Linked DNA regions of Sus scrofa: region 1 is linked to region 2. Evidence: chromatin contacts called from public promoter capture Hi-C data. All regions are on one chromosome and are shown on one strand. The core of a region is the stretch at or near the end of the contact, and the rest is flanking DNA. Distances in the headings are between cores, read along the strand shown.

Evidence for each region. Promoter capture Hi-C pulls out the DNA fragments that hold promoters and counts their contacts.
Region 1: a contact with region 2 is called in a promoter capture Hi-C map of liver, with 2.1 times the contacts expected there. The contact joins the promoter of GCA here to the promoter of DPP4 in region 2. A contact is called at or near these places in 1 of 5 promoter capture datasets (liver) and 1 of 2 datasets of contacts at active chromatin or transcription factors (alveolar macrophages).

What each region holds. Positions count from the first base shown.
Region 1 is chr15:69,013,810-69,016,798 of Sscrofa11.1, reverse strand. GCA (grancalcin) reads right to left here and starts at 1,569. Exons shown (of 8, transcript XM_021075773.1): 1 at 1,381-1,569. The coding sequence starts at 1,407.
Region 2 is chr15:68,741,582-68,744,379 of Sscrofa11.1, reverse strand. It overlaps DPP4 (dipeptidyl-peptidase 4), which reads left to right and starts at 1,419. Exons shown (of 25, transcript NM_214257.1): 1 at 1,419-1,511. The coding sequence starts at 1,419. LOC110257119 (a long non-coding RNA gene) reads right to left here and starts at 1,493. Exons shown (of 4, transcript XR_002339357.1): 1 at 1,369-1,493; 2 at 1-86.

The sequences.
Region 1 (2,989 bases), core at 320-2,819, 270 kb before region 2:
ACACTACAGCCATGGCAACCGCGGATCCAAGCTGCATCTACAACCTACACCCCAGGTTTATGGCAATGCTGAATCCTAAACCCACTGAGAAAGGCCAGGGATCGAACCTGCATCTTCACAAGACACTGTGTCCGGTTCTTAACCTGCTGAGCCCAACGGTAGCTCCTCTTTAGTGTTATCTTTGAGCCTTGGTTTCTTCATAGATATTTTCAATTACTTGTCCATTTTGTGAAGGTTATATCTGTTAAACTAGATCATATGAGAGAATTCTGCTCATATAAACTGTGTAATAAGTCACAATAGGCTGAAAGGAAACAAGTGAGAGACCAACGCACAGAACTCTACCATCTGTACCTTATATGTCAGTGTTCTTCAAACACTTGCTCCCCATCCCTAAATTAATGTTAAAAAGTTATATACCTTTCCCCACATTTTATACTGACATACTATGGTCTTAGTTTAAATAGAGAAATGCAATGCCTAATATACTATAAGTCTTGACATTTACAAATAAAGTTTTACATCACTCTTTGGAAAATATCCTTTGCTATCTAAATGCTATAATGATCTGATACTTGCTCCCACCTACTTAAAAAAAAAAAAGAGAGATAAAGCTTTTCCGAAACATTTAGAAATTTGCCTTTTTCTTTTTATTCTTGGAACTCATTTTTCATTCTATTTCTTCCATGAATATCTCATCTAAGTTTTCTATGCTTAAAACATATTATGCTTGAAAATACCGATGACTGTAATACTTACCTAGGTTAAAATACATATAAATTGAAATTTTAAGTTTGTATTTCATGTTACTATAATGGATACTAAAATTACAACTCCCAACTCCCAAAGGTGATGCAGGATAAATAGTTTCGTAAGAAAAAATAACCCTCTCCACCTACTCGTCCCCCACCCCCCAAAAATTCCTCGGTGGAATAGTCAATGTTAGAAGATATTTGTCACGTCTTAGTTTATTCATAAGCAACAAAAAACGGAAAAGAACTGGTCAAAAATTCAGGAAGAGGATGTCCATTAAAACTGGGGAAGAGGTGGAGGAGAAGGGATTGACCACAAAAGATGACTGGAACAAGAAGGGAAAAAAAAAGATGCTTTGTTCCCTCCATTCCAGAGAAAAAAAAACACTCCACCCCCTGGACTTCACACGGACTCGCTTAAGGGGCCCTCAGTGACCAGAACACCTGCAGCTCCCCGCGAGGCCCCAGCCCGGCTTCCAGCACTGCGCGGGGGCTGGGCGCCGCGGGGTACTAGAAGCAGGCGGAGGAAGCACGGACCGACCTAGGAAGTACCAGGCACGTCAGCACCACCCGCAGGGACAACACTCCCGGCGGAGGCGAGGGCCACGCTGAAGCAGCCAGGACTCACCCCTCCTCCGTATCCTGGGTAGGCCATGACAATCCCACCAGTGTCTCTCGTCACCCAGAGAGTCGGCGTCCGCTCTGCAGACAGAGAAGCGGAGGTGCAAGTGTAGAGGCAGGTAAGTGAAAGACGCCTTTGCCAAGAGCTTCAGTTCCTCAAGACCAACCCCTCCCGGAGTCTAGGCCCCGCCCTTCTCGTTTCGGATTGGCTGAATCCAACACTTCGGAGACCACACTGCCGAAGCCCCCGCCTTCCAGGAGTCTAGTCCCACCCATCTCGTCTCTGATTGGCTTCACGCGCCCAGCCTTTTCCTCCTCGGCTCCTATTAATTTGCTCAGGTCTCGCGCTCTTTACTCACTAAACAGTGAAGGTCTGTTGCTTTGGTAACTTTCACCGTCTTTGAAAAGACTTTCTAGGCCCGTATTTTTATCTTTAGAAACCCCAACCGGCCAGTCCATGACTTCTTTTAACGTATTCCTCCATTCCTTTCCTACCGAATACATACCTGTGAATTTCAAAACTTGCAGTTACCCTAGACCTATTTTTGCGCAGCATTGATGTCACAAATTCAAAACTTTGAAACCTTGACCTCTATTCCAAAGGTAGTGCTTCTGAGCTAAAATACTCTTGACAACAAATTTTACCAAAAGGCTATTATTATAGTTTGGTAAATAGATGGTGACTAGAGTTGCAAGATTTATGAAATAAAAATACAGCATGTTCAGTTAAATTTTGTTTTCAAATAAACAATTTCCTAAAAATACAAGTATGTCCCAAACATGGCACAAGACATAAATGCATACTAAAAAATTATTCGCTGCTCATATGCTGATAACATACAGGGCATCCTATATATTCTGGCAATCCTACAGATGACTCAACATCTGGGAAAACTGTTAAGTATTGCCTCCTAATTATATCCACAGAGAGAAACAGCTGAGTTTTTAATCAGTGAAGAGTTAAATGCTCAATGACTTCGATTTATTTAATAATGGTCATTGACAGTCCTGCTTTTCTCTGGAGCTCAAATGAATTTTGTAGCTCCAGCGTGAAAAGGACAAGACACACACACACACACACATGCAAGGACAGGACAGCTGTAGTGTCAGTTTAAAAACAAACAGAAGGAGCATGATGATATTATTCTGAGTTATCTCTGAAGACTGACAACTGTTAAAAAGTTTTCTTTAAAAAAGGATATCTACTAGCAGATGAAATCAACTTGGCAAAGCTGAGTTAACTGTCGCTCAATTACAATACAGAGGAGAAACATGCTGAAATTGGGGAACCTCATTTTCTCAGGAAGAGGCAGAAAGAAAGGAAGATTGCTAAGGAACAAGCCACTCTTGAGAAAGTGTGGGTTAGTTCCCCTAACACAATAAGAAATACTTTAGCCGGTAAGGTTAAATAATGGCATAAGTAAATGAAGGGGGTTGGTAAAAACCTATTAAATATGAAGAAAGAATACTTGACTCATTAAACCATCAAGTGATAACCACTACAAAGCAAAACAAAGCATTGTGAAGTTTTACTTTGATTATCTACACATTCAAAGAAATGCTCGAAAAGGATAGAATGTTTTACATTCACACTCTGTCTAAATCTCTGGTTAGAA
Region 2 (2,798 bases), core at 170-2,669:
ACATGGACTCTGAATTCAGGCTCCACGACTTCCTAGCTGCCTTGACTTGGCCAAGTGACTTAACCTCCTGTGCTCAGGCTTCCTCCCTGTAAAATAAACACAAAAATGCTTAGAGAGTTCCTGGGGAAAAGTAACATAAGTGTTGGTATTATTATTTTTGGCATCGTGATGAGAAGGTAAACGTGCAAGACAAACCGGAAATCTCCTGCGGAAAAAGAATCCAGACCCTTAGCCTCTAAGCGCCATCCACAAGTGAAAAATCTTTTTCTTTCTCTTGGCCTTCCAAAAGCTTTAAACACCCCAGAACTCCCCAACATATCATTTACTGGCAAAGGACAGGCCTGGGCTTTAGTTTCAGCTGCCAGCAGTGAGCTGTGTGAATTTGCAGAGCCCAGTCCCTTCTCTGGACTCCGTCCTTCACCTTGCCTCCCCCTAAGAGGGCGCAGAATCTGAGCGCAAAAGTCCCTTTCAGTTAAGGCAGACCATGGTCTCCCGGGCTGCAACTGCAGCCTCTGAGTTCCGCGTCGGATGCCAGGGGACTGCTCACACGGAGCTTGGGCTGTCACACCCCTCCCGCTCGTCCCCCGGGCCCTGGGCCCTGCGCGCCGGGCAGCCGCCCTGCCCGTGGGGAGGTGCCTCTCGGGCGCCCCCCGGCCGGAATACAGTGCCCGGAGCCGGCGCGCCTTCGCCCTCAGTCTGCCCGCGGCCCTTTATACCCTGCCGGCGCGGTGCTCACTAATGTTTAACTCGGGGCCGAAACTTGGGAAAGCCTAGTGACTGCGCGCCCCGAGCGGCGGAGCTGCACGCGCGACCCGGCGGCTCGCCTGACTTCTGCCTGCGCTCCAGCTCTTAAGGCTCAGTTCCGAGGAGACGCCGACCATGAAGGTGAGTGAGTGAGTGAGTAGCGCGCCTCCCGCCCCCACCCCCACCCCCGAGCGCCAGGGGGGAGTTGTAGATGCCTCTTCAACAAACTCTCCCCAAACTGCCCCAAAACTTGGCGGATCGAAACTAGGGGCTCTTACCAGGCGGAAGCACCAGAGCCACCCTCTGACAGGTGAAGGGACGCCCCAGGGACTCTCACCTAGCTCTCGGACCCGCGGGGTTTCTGCTAAAACCCAGGCTCCGAGCCTTGGAGGACTCGGAAAGCCACTGGCAAAACGCCCGCCCGAACCCACACTTGGCTTCTGACGTTCAGGGGTAGAAAAGCAAACATTAAAGTGCTCAAAGGCCAAAAGTTCAAGGGAAGTCGCTCTTGCAGCCTCCGACTGGCGCGCTGGAAACCCACCCAGCACGCAGTGCCCCTCTCCCAGTGCGCGCTCGGCGGCAAAGCTCGGTGCCTTGGTGCAGCCAAGGCCCCGACCCTCTTACCCAAACTGGGGCCAAGCGACTGGCTCTAACTGGAAGTGATCTGCCCGGCTTGCAGACACCGTGGAAGGTGCTCCTGGGACTGCTGGGGATAGCTGCGCTCGTCACCGTCATCACCGTGCCCGTGGTTCTGCTGAACAAAGGCAGTAAGTTTAAAACATTCGGAAAAGATAAGACAGTTGGAGACTGGGATCAAGTTCTAATTTACCATACCAAGGAGAAGTAGGGATTTGGTGGGACCAGTGCACCAGGTCGTCGCTGAGGCTTCGCAGGCATGGTTGCTGCTTCTAGTGCAGCCGCTAGATTCACTTTGCAGGTCTCCAGTGTTTAGGCTACGAGAGCCTTGCGCCTGCCACGTTTTATCTATGGCAAATACATGCTTCCTGAAAATAAGGGGAAGTTTTAAGATTTTTTCTTTTTATTAAACTTAAATTTAGTACGTTTTGAATTTATATTTAAAAAAAGCTTTCGTGGCTACGATCTTCAAAGGAAAAGAGGTAATGTTCATAAATCTCAAACAGCATAAGGATGTCATAAGAAGGGGGAAAACAATAAGAAAGCAAGCCCCAAAATACATTTTTAAGAAAAGGCAGTGCTCGGGGAGCCCAGGTGTTTCCCTTCAGGGGTGATGAATATCCATCAGTTGGAGAGTTGGGCTGCAGGAAAGTAACTATTTGACCATTTAAAGAAGTAGGTATTTCTCCTCTGCCTCTGGTGTCCATGGTAATACTCCGAGTGGGTGGGATCAGTGCTGTTTGGTGGATTCTTTCATTTAAAGCCACCTTGATTTCTTTTAGCTTGTCTCACTGTTTCGGTTTTGTCCTAGCTGTTAACATAAAACACTCATAAAATGAAATACACACTGTTGGATGTCAACAAATAAGAATAACTAGTTTGGGTCTTCTCTGGCCCTACTTTCCATTTCAGTAGTTAACTTTCATTTCAGTATTACACATTCTGGTCAGCCAACTGTAGTGTTTTCTCTCTTGGTCTAGTCAACTAGGAAATGTGTAGATGGTGCTTAGATACTGAGGGCTCTTAGTTAGATTTCAAGGTGACAGTTCAGAATTAGTTTGTAGAGCTATCAAAAATCATGTTTGGTTTTGACTGACAATTTCAGGGCCAGGGCAGAGGTGCCAAAGTTTAAATAACTGATGGTGTTGACCTATTGATAATGACTTTTAGTTACTTCAGAAAGCAGTGATTACCACCATCTTAGACTCTTAAAAGACAGGTGTCTGTCCATTTTTTTTTTTTTGACTGTTGTAAACTGTTAACATATAACTGTTTTCATAAAGTGGCACTTTGTATATTTAAACAACCACACACACAAGCCTTCTTGTCAGAAAAGGATGGGTCACCCATAGGATCAGTAAATATTCACATGGCCTACATCATGTTCCAGGAATTGTGCTAGTTGCTGCAAATTCAAA